Linked DNA regions of Mus musculus: all the other regions are linked to region 4. The links are chromatin contacts, called in public Hi-C and HiChIP or PLAC-seq maps. All regions are on one chromosome and are shown on one strand. Each heading gives the region's core, a stretch centred on a gene start, on an enhancer-like site or on the middle of the called end of the contact. The rest is flanking DNA. Distances are from core to core; before and after follow the strand shown. Region 1 holds the start of Bmp1 (bone morphogenetic protein 1). Region 2 overlaps Gfra2 (glial cell line derived neurotrophic factor family receptor alpha 2). Region 3 has its middle 6.7 kb from the start of Gm34703. Region 4 holds the start of Dok2 (docking protein 2).

Region 1 (3,946 bases), core at 1,004-3,503, 250 kb after region 4:
GGTATGAGCACATCTTGGGTGACACAAACAGAGACGAGGTAGCCATCCTGCCTAGATCCTCTCCCCCAGGCCCCGGCCTAGTGTGATAACCATCGATTGCTCTGACACCTCTTACGTTTAGCCTTCCTGAGATCTCAGGAAAGCGTTTGAATAGAGGATTCTGAGTAGATATGGGTACCGAAAGGCTGAGGGAAGAAAGAGAAATACCAGGCAGCATTCCAACACCCTTCCCCTAGGTCCTTGAGATGAGCATCGGAGCACCGGAAACTCAGAAACGCCTAGCCCCGAGTGAGCGAGCAGACACCATCGCTACCTTTTCCATCGGCTCCACTGGCATCGTTGTGTATGACTACCAGCGGGTGAGGATGCCGGAGGGACCACCGGGACTTTATTGGAACTAGCCAGTTGTAGCATTTCTAGAGGTCTCTCCCCATTCTGTGCCTGGCTACCTCACCTCAGATGCTCGAACCACTGACGCAAGTGCGCCCCTCCACCCTCTGAAGACAATCTAAAGGAAGTTGGTTGGCTGAGAACTAGGGTTGGGGAGGAAGCAAGGCAAGGGGACCTTGTGAATGACCTCCAGGGTTTTATACCTAGCTCCTGACGGCCTATAAGCCAGCTCCAGGAACCTACTGCTACATCATGAAGATGGCTCCAGAGAGCATCCCTAGTCTTGAGGCTTTCGCTAGAAAACTCCAGAACTTCCAGGTGGGTATGTTAGGGAGGGAGGGAGCAGTCTCCCTCTGAGGGTTGAGTAGAGGGACATGTGAAAGGATGACTAGCGTACCCTGTGTAGTATTGATGTTTCTGGATCAGACATGTTCTCCTCTCTCCATGGACCTGTGTCCTGCCATCCCTACCAGCTCTCAGGTGGCCCTGCTAAGTTGTTGGCCTTGGCTGAGCTTAGACATGACCTATGGGCTTCTACATCCAACCCAGTCCCTCTCTGAATTTGTGAGGAAACTGATCCTCGAGAATTACCAACTTAGTGTCCCACACTAAATAAAGCAGGTGACATTGAAAGTAGGTGTTCTTTCCAGGCCAAGCCCTCCACACCCACCTCTAAGCTGGGCCAGGAGGAAGGGCATGATACTGGTTCCGAGTCCGATTCTTCCGGGAGAGACCTGGCTTTCCTAGGCCTTGCTGTGAGCACCCTGTGTGGAGAGCTACCACTCTACTATATCTAGCATCCACAGGTGAGCAACAGTACCTTTCAGGGTGCCTGGGCAACACTGGCAGGGCTTGGGCTGCCTGCTTTGTCAGGGGACCTACTAGGTATCTCTTAAAGTCAGTGGTCTCGGGAGCTCGGAGGATGGAGGGTTCCCAGACACATCCCACACTGGACCCAAGCGGGTGGCTTCTTCAGTCCCCATAAGCATTAGTTCTTTGCTTCACAGGGTCGGTAGAAACCGCAGCGGGACAGGAAAGACCCTCCGCAAAGGGTCTTTGTCAGACAAGCAGGAAGCTGCTCCTGCCCAGAAACCGGTGGAAGTCTGTAAAGGAAAGGTGTCTCTCCTACGGGCCAGGGGGATCCTATCACAAAAGAATAAAGCAGCCTGATTGGAAAACAAAGAGTGGCGCTTCTTTTCTTTCACATTTTCTCAGCTCGGCTTCTAGCAGAAGCCGTCCTAGGAAGGAGAGGGTTTGGAGAGTTGGGGCGCTTTGCCACGTCCTTTCTAAGAGTGATGGAGGTTTGGTCCTACCCCAGGTAATGGGGAACAGAGCAAAAGGCAGGGACAGAGGACGGGACCTGGGTGCCATACACGGGTGTTAGGCGCCCTCCAGCGGTGTGTCCACAAGGAAGGACAGCGACAGAGACAGGCAGGGAGACAGCTAGACAGAGAGACAGTGAGAAGCGAGAGAGCCGAGATCTAAGACAGACAGACTCTGGAGTCTCTGGGAGAGAACGATCGATCGCTGATCCAGTGTCTAAGAGGAAGGAACGGACCTGACAGCGTGTCCCGTGCCCGGAGGCACTCCGCCTGGTACAGGACAGCGGCCTGTAGGGGGCCCCTCGCGGAGCGGTGCCTCCGGGCATCCCTGGCCCGCGCCCCCTCCCCGGCCCCTGCCCCAGTCCCAGGCAGCGGATTCCCCTCCGGGGCGGGCGGTGCTACTCTCGTCCTCCCCGCCCGGCTGGCGTGCTTCCCGGCCCGGCCGAGCACGGTCCCGGCCCCGAGGGGGGCTGAGCTGGGCGAAAACCCGCCCTCCAGCGAGCTCATTTCCCTAAAAGGGGGGGTGGGGTGGGGAGTGGGAGGGCGGCGAGAAAAGAAAGGGAGCGACCGAGAGGAGGGCGAGGGGACGCCGGAGCCCAGGGCCGGAGAGAGCCGGGCCGAGCGGGGGGCGGGAGACAGGAAACGGGACGGGAAGAGGTGGCCTCGGGGGGAGAGCGCCTCCCCTTCGCCTTCAGCGCTCCCTTCCCCGTCGCCCCGCTCCCGCGTCCGGGCGCGACCGCCACCGCCACCGCCGCCCGCCAGCATGCCCGGCGTGGCCCGCCCGCCGCTGCCGCTGCTGTCGCTGCCGCTGCTACTGCTGCTGCTGCTGCTCCCGCGCGCCGGCCGGCCGCTGGACTTGGCCGACTACACCTACGACCTGGGCGAGGAGGACGCCCCGGAGCTCCTCAACTACAAAGACCCTTGCAAGGCGGGTGAGCGACCCCCGGCTCCCCCAGGGCGCACGGAAGCCGGGCGTGGGCAGGCTGGGATCGAGGCTCCCGGCCGGGCAGGGGTTGGGGTTGGGGTTGTAGTTGGGGTTGGGGGAGGACAGTCCAGTGTGGGAAGCTGGGAGCTGCTTGGTTGGCAATGCAGTGGGGGAACAAAAGACCGAGGGAGAAAGGGAGGGGGAAGTTTGGGGGACTTTTAGGACTGAAGTTTTGCTGCTGTTTGTGGAAACTGCTGCGGCTGCCGTTCGCCTTCACAGAGGAATCCTGGGGAAACCTCCCTCGGTCCCAGCGAATCCCGCTGGCAAGGAGGCTTTTTCTCCACCGGGAAACTTTACTGGCCAAACTGTGTGTGTGTGTGTGTGTGTGTGTGTGTGTGTGTGTGTGTCCGTCCGTCCGTCCGTCCGTGTCCCTTCTCCCCTATCCCTCCTGCTTTGTGGAATACTGGTGTTTGCCTGCTTGTCTGTTTGCCATAGTGCCGCACAGCACATCTGTCTGGTTTGATGCCCAGAAAGAAGGCCTGCAGCTCCAAAGGGATAGATTTTCCCGGCTTCTCAGCCCAGTGGAAGGAGAAAGTTTTTCAGGAGGTTCTATGGAATACTTCTTCATAGGCAATCCTATGAATCTAGCCAGCAGCAGGAGCTCTCTGAACACTCAAGAGACAGCTGTCAAAGTCAGAGAAATTGGCGGCAGGGGTGGGGGCTTGGGGGGCACAGGGGGACTTACCTGTGCCTTTGTGTGCCAGGAGAGCTTTGCCAGAGCTCAGTTAGGTTAGCAAATGAGTCTCACAAAGAGGTCTCAGATATTCTACATCAGCTCTCTCGCCCTACAGACACCTGAGGCTAATTAGTCAAGTCAGGGCTTCTAGTGTGTGTGTGTGTGTGTGTGTGTGTGTGTGTGTGTGTGTGTGTGTGTGTGATCTTTGTTCATGAGGACTCTCCTGCTGTGATTCCCTTGGAGTGACCAGATGACCAGACACACTCAGGCCATTGGCCTAATTGATGTTCCCAAGCAGGCTGTCTGGAATACACTGGGGACAAGTTATCACAACTTTTCCTCGACTTCCCGCTTCTGACTTCAGCCTGTCTGCGAAGAGCTAGAGCCAGGGATTGGGACACAAGAAATGGACACAAAGTTTTGGGACAGGCAGCTACAATCTTGAGCACAGAGGACCTAATCAGGGACTCTCCTTGCTCCATCCACCCTTAGGTAGGATAGGGACCATTTTACAGGACAGGACAAACCAAACCCTTCAGTCTTTCCTCTTCCATGCCTGGTATGCTGTAGGCA
Region 2 (3,980 bases), core at 630-3,129, 160 kb before region 4:
CACATACACACACACACATACACATACACACACACACACACACACACACACACACACACACACACCAAGGAAGAGACTACAGGAGAACACAACCAAGAAGACTGTCTCACACTGGCATCCTGATCAGAGACTTCCAACTTCCCAAACAGGTAGAAAACAGCATAGTTTAAGTCATGTAGTCTGTAGTACTCTGATAACATCCAAAAGTGACTAAAACACCAGGCAGGGTGCTCCTCACATCAAATGAGAGTAGAAACAATCATAGATACAATGGAAACAACTTGAAGACAAGCTAGCTAAAGGCTGTCTGGCCCACTGTGTATAGACACAGATAGGCACATACACATGCACGCACGCGCACACACACACCAATAGGAGAAGCATATGGACTTATATCCTCCCACTCCCTGCATCACTAGCATCCCCAAGTGGACCCTCTTCCTCTACCCGCAAAGATGAGGCAGAGCCTTAATCACAGCTCTTCAGTGGGAGCCTTCCCCTACCAGGGACCATACCTCATCAGTGCTGGGTGTGAGTTCTGTGGGGCCCAGGTGTCTGGAATAGGGGATGGGATGGATAGGGAAGGTTAAAGATGCCCCCTCCTCAATGCTGCTCTGCCTAAAGCAGCCACAGCAGGAAGTCACACAGACTCTATCATATAATCTAGGTATCTAAGCCGGAGCATCTGTGAGTTGATGTCCCCAGGCCTTTGGAAAGTAATAGTCAACATTTCTTCCCTGTGTCAACACATCAGAGGAAGTTCCAGGAAGAGCCCTTCCCTTGACCCAGAATGAAGAAGAGCAGGGGCTCCATGGGAGCGACATGGGTCATGTGGGAGCAAAGCTGCTGGGCCAAGGAGACACACACCCTGTGGGCCCACAGCTCCTCCCTCCTCAGGAATCTCAGCAGCGAAGCCTTTCTCTGATCCAGGCCAGGAAGGCCCTCAAAGGAGGCTAGATCCCACCTTCCCTAAGAAAGATGCTCTCCAGTACCACCAGAGTGGACCTATGAGGTGGCAGCAAAAAAACAGGGGCTTCCAGAAAAGCCTAGTGAGAAGTGCCTTCATCTAAGGATGAAGGTCCCCACTGTTTCTACAGAGTCAGCCAATACAGTGGCTCCATGCGACTCCAAAGACCTCCGATTCCCTGGTCATGAGCTCTCCAACGCTAACACAATGCCAGGCCCACATAGATGATCAACAGAGTATAATAAAGTGAACATAGACTGTTCACAAGACCCCCGGTCTCCCTTCTAGAGGCAATTGATTGCCTTAAGAACGACTGATTGGGTTCCAGCCAAGACCTATCGTAACTTCCCAGGCCAGTGGCAGACATTGCTAGTCAGTAACAGCTCTCTGTACTATCAAGGGAGAAACTCGGTGTCCGTCCCCAGGGAATTGACGGTGTTACCAGAGAAGACAGAGATTCTTAAGCATTAGGAGACCCAAGAACCTTTCCAGAATGTAATGAACACAGTAAGGTTCTCTCTAAAATGTGCACCCAAAACTTGGTATATCATATCAAGATACACCAGGGCTTCTTTAAAAAAAAAAAAAAAAAAGTAAAAGTTTGGAAGTCCTTAGCCTCCTGATCACTTTGGAAATAAGTCTTTTGTTATTGGTTAGAGATGGTCTGCTGAGAACACCAGCCAACAAATCCTACAGAGTCAAAGAGATGCACATGCTCAGAGGTCAACACTCAAACCCCAGTTCAGGACAGCCTGAGAAAAGGAGGCTACGTTCCCTCCACTCCTTATCCCAGCCAGCTTCTCCTTTAGGACAAAGACAGCAACCACAGCACGAGTGGCCCAGGACTACTGGGATAGCCCCAGGCTGGAGTCTATTTGTGTACATCCTCAGCACCCAGAGGTTAAATCACAGCTCTGTAGATGGCATGGGTCCAGCAAGAGGTTATTTATAGTCTGTTGGCAGACCAGGAGGAACAAAGAACTCCAGGAGCCATTTCCAAATGCAGCCAGCCAGAGATAGTTAGTAAAACAGCAGTTGTTCTTCCCACAACTTCACAGCCACTACAACACACACACACACACACACACACACAGAGAGAGAGAGAGAGAGAGAGAGAGAGAGAGAGAGAGAGAGCCACCACACCATGCACACATACACACCACTCACACACATACACACGCACACACACAAACCCACGCACATGCACACACATGCACACACATAAGTGCATGCATACACCCACAAATGCATGCACACAGGCATGCATCCATTGGATGCAAGCTGAGAAGATATAAACAGTTGTGTTAGAAAATGTAAAAGTAGCTCATGACCCACTGGAACCTGGAAACAATCCAGTCAGATTCCACAGACCTGTTCCAAAAAGCTCCCAGCTCTAGGCTCCCTATCAGATGCTTCTAAAGGAAATATCTTCCCTGCTCATCCTCAGATTTTCAGTTAGCTTAAGTCCACAGCCCTGAGGCCTAGGGTGGGAATGGGACAAAAGCAGAGCCTGGAGTCTTAAGGAAGAACTGCCAGCCAGATAGACTATGAGTATAGCGGGAAGTTTTGACTCACAGAAGGTCCAACTACCCAGGTCAGAAGAGCAGCCAGATAGACTGTGAGTATAGCGAAAAGTTTCGATTCACAGACAGTCCATCTACCCAGGTCAGAAGAGCAGCAGGAGGATTCCGAAGCACATCCAATGAGTCCAAGGTCAAGCTAGCAGATAGCCCTGATTAGCCAATGCTTCTCCAAATGCTAGATCAAACGCCACACTGGTAGTGACATTTAACAAGACAGTCCAGCATGATCTACCGTACCTCACCCAGGTAAAACAGACTAACTCTCATGCCATGCCACCTAGACTTTGGCAAAGCTGCTTCCTTCCACTCTGAAACTCCTGGTCCAAGACTCTGACTCAGCAAGAAGTCTCAAGATACATGGGCCCCCTCCACAGAAGAAGAGGCAGGACTGGCTAAGTCGGGACTGAATGCTACGGAAACGGAGCATGGCGGAAGTGGATCTCCAAGGTAGGCTGCAGGGAATTCCTAAGGATGGAAACTCCTCTCCCAAAGATTCAATCCCCAAACATGGTTTTCCATTGTCCCCATCTACCCAGCTTAATTAACATACCCAAGAAAGAGAGGGTCTTCACTTCCTGTCCCAAACCCCCCATGACATTTGTCACCACTATCTTCATAAGATTCCTACCTGTGTGCCCATTCTGGAAGGCAGAAACCTGGAAAAGGCCAAGCCAGAGGAAGGGCACACAATGCCTGCCTGGGCACAGTGCAGAGTCAAAGTCCAACTTGATGGTCTCCAGATGACCTTTCAAGCCATCTTTAACCTCACAGAGCTGAGATTGGCACCGACAGGACCACCAGGGACTGCTGGGCAGTGGGTCAGGGGTCAGATCTGTGGGAGCTACATAGAAGATAGTACCCTCTTTTCTTCTAGGCCCATCCTGGGAAGACCATGGGTCGAAAGCCCTTGAGGCTGGTCCCAGGAGCCTGAAAACCAACTGGAAAGACTTTATCCCACAGATCCAGGCAATAAGATAAGATCCCAAGAGATGTCATGAATAAGTGTCTTTGTTTGATCGGCATGGAAACCAAGAGCCCAGGAAAAGACAGAGCCCACTGGATAGCTAGTCAGAAGACCACACACAGGTCTCCAACTTGGAGTGAATGCCATCCACCACCTGCCTGTCATTCCACATCTCTGTCTCTGGGTTCTTCTCAGCACAAGCTTCCCCGCACACATAAAGCTCTGACTTGAGGGCCAAGTCCCATGCAGGGAAATTGACTGTGCTCTGACATCCCCCCAACTGCTCTGTCAGACTCATCCAAGATGCAGGGGTTTTTTTCCTCATTCCTTCCCTTCTTTCTCTGGGAGCCCATGTGACATCTGCATACTAGAGGAGATGGTAATGGGACAGGCAAAGGTGGGCTCAAGAAACATCCTGGTTGGAAAAGGGAACTCGCATAACCTCATCTTGGGGGCAAGATGAACT
Region 3 (4,088 bases), core at 851-3,350, 230 kb before region 4:
CCCGTCCCCGGGATAACATTCACACGCTCCTTCTCTTGATAGAACATGAAGGAGAAAACAGATAGTGGTGATCCCCTCTTTTCTCTGCCCCAGAGGATGGAAGAGGAGGCAGGCAAGTTGATCTGATGCGGGAGAGAATTTCTTATGAACAAGAAAGATATGACCAAAACTATCACACACACACATGCACACACACACACACATAGTTCCCATGACCCTAAAAAAACAACAAAACAAAAGAAAACTGGAGTGGTTACTATACTTCCCATTTTACATAACTTAAAGTTTAACTTAAAGTTAAACTCATGTTCCCAGTCTTTCCACTTCTTTCTAACCTGAGCCTGAGTTGGGGGCACTTGTGAGCAAGATGCTTTTTTTCCAGTGCCGCTGGCCAGTACAGCAGTGTTCACATTCAAGGTCAACTTTGGATATCTTTTGGGTTTACTCTGGAAGGCAGTAGGGGTGGGGTGGGGGCTATACAGTGCAAGGAACACCCAGAAAAGTAGGGACTGAAAACAACGTAACTACTTAATTTTCATTCTCTCTTCCTTGCGAAAATACAATAGCCCATCTTCTCTAAGGAGTCTGTTGTCCCAAGTCCAGATACCCCAATACCAGGACACTTGCAGACCTTATCCCTCTCCTTCGGACCATAAGACTCTCCAATAGTTCAACAAGCTCCTTTATGTAGGAAGAGAAGGGGCTCCAGCAGGCCCAAGCAGGCAAGCACGGCTCTGGCAGGCCTCCACCTTCCCCCATTCCTCTGCCTTCTAAAAAACCATTAGATTACATTCCCAAAGCTAGCCACCAAAGCGTCACCCCTTATCTGACCACTTCCTCCTCCCGAGGCTGACTACCAAGGTCCAGTTATCGAAATATTGAAGTCCAGCAGTCAAAAGCTCCCTTTTGGTTACCCTAATTACTATGCCCAATTAAAATTCACCAACTCATCCTAACACTGGGTTTCCTCTTTCCCTTTATGAACTGCCACTTGCTTGTGGGCCACCTCCATCTCCTCTCCATCTAGAGGCAGTCCTTCTTGGTCCCTCCCAGGCAAATATCCCTTCCCCCATCTCCCATGTTCCTTTGTCATCCTCCCTTATCTCTGTCTTCTGTCTTTGTCTCTTATTCCCCTGACCTTTGTTACTCTGGGGCAAATAAATCTCCACTGTACTGAGAACTTGGTCTTGGGGTGTCTTGTGCCAATACTGGTTCTTTCAGGGACCAGTGGTTGGGAAGGTATCTATTACAAACATCCAAATATTGATACATCTTTTCTATTCATTTATTGTCCAAATATTTAGATTCTGTGGGAAGACTGCTTCAGACAAAAAGAAAGAACACTGTGTGTCTCTTCTTCCAGAACTTGTTATGGTACCTGTGTTGGGGACTTAAAGCACTGATGTGATTGCTTTTAGAAAGTCAACTGTCCCCCATTTGACTGAAGTTTCTTGGAAGAAGAGCCACTGTTCCTAGGCCACTCCATCCCCAGTGTTCCTTGGCACACAAGTCATTCAACTGCCTGTTCTTGGGAGTGGGGACAGGTGATAGGGAACTCACACAATGAGGAACCTATTCTAGCAGATCTAAGGAACAAAATGAGGGTCAAAAGGAACAGAGCTCCTAAGAGGGCCAGAGCAAACTCACAGAAATGTACAGAAATTTCCAAAGGCATCCTTGGCTGCCCACAAAACTGTCTACTGTGAACAACAGTTACCTAAAATTACCTCCCAGGACAGTCAATCTAACTGTTTCCCCTTCCAAATATGAGGCCGTTCCTACATCCCTGCTTGATCCCTAACCCCACTCCCCACCTCTCCATCACTGGCCAAGTTGATGCTGAAGGAGGGAAAGGGAAAGAAACAGAAGTAAAAGAGGGTAAACAGGGCCCCATTGGCCCCCAGGGGTTGCTGAAAGGCCAAATACCCTCGGAAGTTAGAGCCTCAATCTCTCTGCATGTTTGGCTTTGGAAGCTGGGAGCACAGCCAAGAGGGGGCGGGTGGGTGGGGGCCCACAGGAAGTGGGCCTGCCTTCCTGCAAGCTTACATAAAAGAAACTGCAAAGTCTCCTTACAGATGGAGTTGAAGGTTGACACAGCCTTTTGTTCTGCCCAGGTGCTGATGGAGCAAAGTCAGACAGGACAGCCAGGCAGAGTGTGGCTGCAGTGGCCATGGGCCACGTTCTGCACTGGGCTTCCCAGTACCGGCTCTGCCCTGCAGCCTGTGCTCCATGATACAAGCACCCCAGGACAGCTGGAATATAAGGCACCCCAGCCCCAAAAGGCATCCTTCAGAAGCAACTACCATTACTTCATGGAGTTGAGAGCTGCTATATCCTATCTGAGGGCTCCCCATCACGCCAAAGCTTTCTAGAGAGAAGACACTGCCGTAGAAAGCAGGCAAGACTGAGTCCTGGCAGAAGAGCCTCTGGAGATATCCCAAGACATCTTCCATTTTACTAGGGGGAACTGAGGTCAACAGGGGAAAGGAGGACCACCCCAGGTCTTACAGCTCCTACTCCATCCTCCATAAGATGCCAGGGCAACAACAAAGTCAGCCAAGCAAGGGATGTCAGGGTTATGATCCAGGCCAGGCAGGGTGGCAGGGAGACAGGCTGTTCTTGCCAGTGCCTCCCACCAGATACCTACCGCAGCCTGGGGCTCGGCAAATCCCATCTGCCTCCCAATCTGGGCTGTTAACAACTTACTCCAAACTCCCAAGTCTTTCCAAGACAGATTCCCATGAGTCCTTCAGGACCTCCTGGAGAAGCAGGAAGGAAACAGACATTTTTCTCCCACGCAAAGAAGAAGCAAGCGACAATAACAATCAGGAAAGGCAAAGAAGAAGAGTATAGGCCAAAGGTCAGGCTCTAGGGGGTACAGAAAAGAAACTGCTCAGGACTCCACAAGCCTGACTGGAAGGTGCCTTGGCCTAGGCCTCTTCCTTGTCCTCTTGGCAAAGTGCTAAGCTTCTTAAGAATTTAAGGTGCTAATGCCTGATCCCAGGTCTCCTAATAGCATCTTGACTTCTAGATATGCTCTTTGAGACCAAGACCAGCCTCCTGCTCTCAGCCATGTGGAAAGTTCCCTGTCATGAACGTGAACAGAAACGAGCCTATGTGCATACATGTAGAGTCCAGGCTGACAAAGACTCAAAGCAGCGGATACAGCAGCTGCCACCCAACTATACCCAGGACAGAAAGAGTGGACCAAGAAAGGAGGAGAAGGGGAGTCACTGGAGCAAGAAATTTCCTTAGAGTCACAGGACTGGCCTGTCTGTACCTTAGCTGAGGGCCTGTGCTCCTGGGAGGGAGAGCAAGACAGAGAGGGCTCACTCTCCTGGAAGCCCCTACTGTTCACTCCTTCTGACCAAGGCCAAAGGTGAAAGCAGGATAGCTTTAGATGCAGGGAGAGATGTCTGCAAACCTCAAAAGAGGCCAGAGGAGGAGAGACGGGAGTTTTCCAAGGTAAATCTGGGGTTAAATACAGTTACACACTTAATAAAATGCATTGAATACCCTTCTCTTCCTGTACATCGAAGAAGATTAAAATCCTACAGAGTACACTGGCTTGCTAGAGACAGCCATCCCACAAGTTTCGTGTGTTCTGCAGATGGAGCCCGGCCCCTGGCAGTGCTGATGGACATCTAGGGGAGGGAGTAGGATGTTGCTATAGTTGTTCTGGAATGTTCCCCAGGCTTTTGTGCTAAAGGCTTGGCCCTCAGCTGAAGGCACTACGTGAAGGTAGTGGAACCTTTAGGAGGCATGCTCCAGTGGGAGGAAGTTAAAGCACTAGATTATGTCCTTGGAGGGGATATCAGGATGGGGGCCTTCATTCTGTCTTTGCTTCCAGGACTCTGTGAGGTAACCAGTGTTTCTCTGGCTGCCCTCTTCCTGGCAGCCATGACAGTCTGCCTCTCTACAGACTTCAAGCAAACATGAATTGAAACCTCAGATACCAAAAGCCATAGTAATTATTCTCTCCTTATAATTGATTTGCATGGGTATTTTGTCATGGTGAGAGAAAGCTCACAGATGTTCACACATCCATCCGGGATGTAGGATGCAAGTTGAAGGATCTTGGTGCTGAG
Region 4 (3,654 bases), core at 413-2,912:
TCCTCCATGCAGGGACTGCCGCTCTTTTCCTCCAGTCCTGGTGACCCTTTCCTCTGTCCCTGAGGAGGCAGGTCCCGGGTCTTAGCACCAGAACCCACCCCAAGGCTCTCTGACATTCGCTTTCAGTGCACACCCAGCCAGCTGGTTCTGGGTGCACTTCAAACTGGGCTCCCTTAAGGAAGAACTCCCCTAAAAAAGAGTTTTGGTTCTTCTACCACCTGTCCACAGGAAGTATCTAAGTAACATCGCCCTCCCCTGGTGGCCGCCCTCCCCTGGGCCACTTTGTACCCCTCACCGGGAAAGCCAACAGGCAGATGGCCTGTATCCAGTCACTGCGCTCTGCCGAGGGGGCTGCCAGTAGGTACAGGCGCTCCTTGGTCTCCAGGATGAAGGCACTGGTGTCCCGGGGGCTGCTGGCCTCACTGCCTACCTCTGCTACCCGTAAGCAGTCACTGAGGCGGACAACCTTCCGAGTGGCCTCTCCTCGCCGTGTCTTCTCGGGGACATCCTGGAGCTCTAGTCTGGCTAGGGCACAGCCAGACTCTCCATATAACACGGCTGCGAACCGGCGCCACTTCTGAGCCCAGGTATGCCACGTAGAGGCCAAGTGGGAACCATCGGAGATGGAGAGATGGTCATGAAAGGGGAGAAGAGGAACTGTGGGAGAGGTAGAGGGGCTGGGGCAGCCACACAGGATGGGGAGAATGGCAAACATCACAGCCAGTCAGAGAGGCCCGAGAAGACAACAGAGACCATGGAATGACAGAGCTGACCAAGATCCGCAGGCTAGCCAAAGGCCACAGTAAATGTCCAATGGATGCAGAGTCCAGGAAGATGACAGGCCCATCAGCCAGGTAGTGGGAACAAAAGTCACTGAGCCCAGAGATGAACAGTGAGGGGAGAGTAGCCTAGACCAGGGACAAGTCTTCATTTCATAGGAAGGTTCTGGCTCCAAAATTTCCCACCTCCTCTCCTTTTTTGTCTCACTGATTAAGGAGTTGGACCATGAGAGACAAACAAAGAAACAGAGACCTAGACAGGGTGAGGTGGGTGTTGGGGTAAGCACAGCTGGGTAACAGCAGGAGGCAGAAGAGCTTCCCCTTCAAAGAGGCTAGGGAAGGAAGAGGTTGGAACACCCTGGGGCCACAGCTCAGTAGCAGTCAAAGGTGAGAGGGACCTCTGCTGTCATCCCAAACTGACTGGCCCCCAACTCTTCCTTCCGTACCCGCCCAAGGTACCCCCAAATTCAATACTGAGCAAGGGAACAAAAAGAGAGAGAGATAATGTCAGAATCTGCTTCCTCCCCCACAAGCAAGGACAAACAGCCCTCAGCAAAGAGCGATCCAGAGCCTGGTTTAGAAGGCAAGGCACGTTGAGAAGGCAGACATCTTCCCCAAGTAGTGTTCTTGTCTAAACTGGTGGAGCACATGGTCTCATAAGGGTCAGGGATATTAAGACACCCTTCTACCCGGGATAGTAACAGGGCCCTCCCCCAAGCTGCTCCGCCCAGCGAGAGCCCAGCCTTACTCTTACCTTGCCAAAGGTCTGCTGCTGCTGAAGATGCAGGAAGCCCTGCTTCACAGCTGGCTCCTCCATCCTGACCATCGCAGCTTCAGCTCCCCACTGCCATTGCCTCTGCCCTCTCTCTTCTCTCTTCTGGGCCTGTTCCCCCTTCTCTCTAGTTCATTTCCTCTCTGACTAGAGTTTTTCTACACTATTCTAGTCTGCTTGATGACGACAGGCTGATAGGCCCTGTGGTTTCTTGCTCTGTGTGCGCCTTTTTTTTTTTTTAAGTGCACTTCACGAGCAAGCTTCCTTCCTGCATTTCCAGTGAGTAACATGCAATTTCCAAAAAAAGCCAAATTTCACACTTCTGCAGAAGCTGGTGTGAAGGACTGAGCCATAAGAACAAAGAGACCCCAAAATCAAGTTGTTCAAGAAAGTCCGGGGTGAGGGCTCTACATTCAGGCAGGATGCTGAGTGTGTCAGGGCTGGAAAAGCCCTTTGGAATCAATCACCATAACCTACTCATTGAAAAGAGAAAACTGGGGCTGGAGAGGTGGCTCAGCGGTTAAGAGCACTGACTGCTCCTCCAGAGGTCCTGAGTTCAAATCCCAGCAACCACATGGTGGCTCTGTAATGGGGTCTGATGACCTCTTCTGATGTTCCTGAACGGAGCAATGTACACGTACTCATATGCATAAAATAAGTAAATAAATCTTGAAAGAAAGAAAAAAGAAAGAAAGAGAGAAAGAAAGAGAGAAAAAAAGAAAAGAAAAGAAAAGTAAAGAAAAGAAAAGAAAAAAAAAGAAAAGGAGATAGAGATGGTCTGAAGGGCCTATAAGGCTAACACCCAGAACCCAAGTCTCCCAGCTCAAGCAAAGATGAGCCATATACTGGGTAAATTACAGATAGATAAAACATGTGTGTGTGTGTGTGTGTGTGTGCACGCACACACACACAACACGCACCAGTCCCATTGTATGAAAGTATTTCCTGCCTGCCAAAAACACATACAATACACAAGTCTGTGGTGAATCTAGCAATAAGAACAACATACAATACACAAGTCTGTGGTGAATCTAGAAATAAGAACATTCTCTCTAGAAAAAGATTTCCTCCCCAAGTCTAACTCAGCTGTTGGCTTCCTTCCTCACTTGGGTTCAAGTGGGACTTACCTTAAACTGTGGGAACTTCAGAACTTCCAATTCTTCTATGCGTGCCAAGCCTGGTGTAGCACTGGTGGAGACAGAGCGACATGTAGCCCCTGGTGTGAGCCTCCACAAGTGTCAATGGCTGCTGTGAGAGGGAGACTTGTTTGTGTAGTGCATATTTTCACTCTGAGGAATGTCCTCTGTTTCAATGTTAATGACTCCATGCTAATCAGAGACAGCGTGAGTCCAGGAAGCGAAAGTGAGGCCTGGAGGCAAAGGTGAGGTGGCTATGTCTCCAGAAAAATGGTAAATGCTGAGACTTTCAGGACAGCCCTTGAGGCTATGGGAAAGAACTCTAAATACATGAGTTCAGTATATATATATATATAGTTTCTCAACTATGCAAAATATAGGGATGCGATATGAATTACAAGGAATGAATTCATGAATCTAAAGGAATAAAGGCAGCCACACTATGAGTCAGCTTATCAGGCAGATTCCTGAGCTCCAGGTCAGCCTAGGACAGAGGGAGGTTAGGCCCAGGTGTGGTCAGGGCAGTGTCTCACCTAACTCTCTTATTGTCTGTTCTTAACAAAGGTCTGTCTAGACCTCTGAATTCTTTTGCAATATTAAGAAAAAAAAATGTATGTTTGCTGTCTCCTAAGAATCAAAGGTCTGGGGTCATGGGATGTATACTTGATTATCCTACGAGATAATTGAAAGGGAAACCTGGAGTAAATGACTGGAGTAATATGTAAAATAAAAGACTGGACCTGTGCTCTTCAGGAAATAAATGAATGAGCTATCCAGAGAATTTTTTAGGAAAAAAAAAGTGAACTACTTGGAGAACAGACAGACATGCACACACAGAGACACAGAGACAGATAGACAGACAACACACACACAAGGAGGCAGGACATAGACAGAGAAATCTCTTAGAATAGCAAGCAAGCAGAACAGAGATCTCCAGAGAGAAAGCAGACAGACAAAGAGAGAGACA

What was found. A called contact is a pair of places that touch in the nucleus more often than the background predicts. HiChIP or PLAC-seq counts read pairs in DNA pulled down with a chosen protein or histone mark.
Region 1: a FOXA1 HiChIP or PLAC-seq map of pancreatic cancer cells shows a contact between it and region 4. The contact joins the promoter of Bmp1 here to the promoter of Dok2 in region 4. A contact is called at or near these places in 7 of 39 promoter capture datasets (3T3-L1-derived adipocytes, embryonic stem cells, frontonasal cranial neural crest and 4 more), 4 of 484 Hi-C or Micro-C datasets (cerebellum, embryonic stem cells, nephron progenitors and 1 more), 1 of 115 datasets of contacts at active chromatin or transcription factors (pancreatic cancer cells) and 3 of 9 other capture datasets (embryonic stem cells, liver and pancreatic islet).
Region 2: a Hi-C map of bone marrow-derived macrophages shows a contact between it and region 4, with 2.8 times the contacts expected there. The contact joins the enhancer-like site here to the promoter of Dok2 in region 4. A contact is called at or near these places in 1 of 39 promoter capture datasets (macrophages), 2 of 484 Hi-C or Micro-C datasets (bone marrow-derived macrophages and nephron progenitors) and 2 of 9 other capture datasets (liver and pancreatic islet).
Region 3: a contact with region 4 is called in a Hi-C map of the HPC-7 cell line, with 5 times the contacts expected there. The contact joins the enhancer-like site here to the promoter of Dok2 in region 4. A contact is called at or near these places in 1 of 39 promoter capture datasets (macrophages), 1 of 15 datasets of contacts at CTCF or cohesin (large pre-B cells), 6 of 484 Hi-C or Micro-C datasets (the HPC-7 cell line, LSK cells, embryonic stem cells and 3 more), 2 of 115 datasets of contacts at active chromatin or transcription factors (the HPC-7 cell line and bone marrow-derived macrophages) and 4 of 9 other capture datasets (adipose tissue, bone marrow-derived macrophages, liver and 1 more).

Annotation. Positions count from the first base shown.
Region 1 is chr14:70,518,567-70,522,512 of GRCm38.p6, reverse strand. It overlaps Bmp1 (bone morphogenetic protein 1), which reads left to right and starts at 2,253. Exons shown (of 20, transcript NM_009755.3): 1 at 2,253-2,644. The coding sequence starts at 2,476. It overlaps Sftpc (surfactant associated protein C), which reads left to right. Exons shown (of 6, transcript NM_011359.2): 3 at 237-359; 4 at 598-708; 5 at 1,041-1,196; 6 at 1,398-1,572. The coding sequence ends at 1,187.
Region 2 is chr14:70,928,995-70,932,974 of GRCm38.p6, reverse strand. The region is part of intron 4 of Gfra2 (glial cell line derived neurotrophic factor family receptor alpha 2); the gene reads right to left. Gm34588 (a long non-coding RNA gene) reads left to right here. Exons shown (of 4, transcript XR_383570.4): 3 at 2,832-2,997. Among named protein-coding and RNA genes, the nearest start is that of Gm34588, 11 kb to the left of the region's middle. Within about 2 kb of position 1,879, at least 20 of the 459 cell types and tissues checked have an H3K27ac peak or open chromatin away from gene starts, as enhancers often do. A contact at or near this core is called in bone marrow-derived macrophages, where this site is marked.
Region 3 is chr14:70,999,238-71,003,325 of GRCm38.p6, reverse strand. No RefSeq gene overlaps it. Among named protein-coding and RNA genes, the nearest start is that of Gm34703, 6.7 kb to the right of the region's middle. Within about 2 kb of position 2,100, at least 48 of the 459 cell types and tissues checked have an H3K27ac peak or open chromatin away from gene starts, as enhancers often do. A contact at or near this core is called in the HPC-7 cell line, LSK cells and hematopoietic stem and progenitor cells, where this site is marked.
Region 4 is chr14:70,772,389-70,776,042 of GRCm38.p6, reverse strand. It overlaps Dok2 (docking protein 2), which reads right to left and starts at 1,662. Exons shown (of 5, transcript NM_010071.2): 1 at 1,534-1,662; 2 at 296-577; 3 at 1-59. The coding sequence starts at 1,605.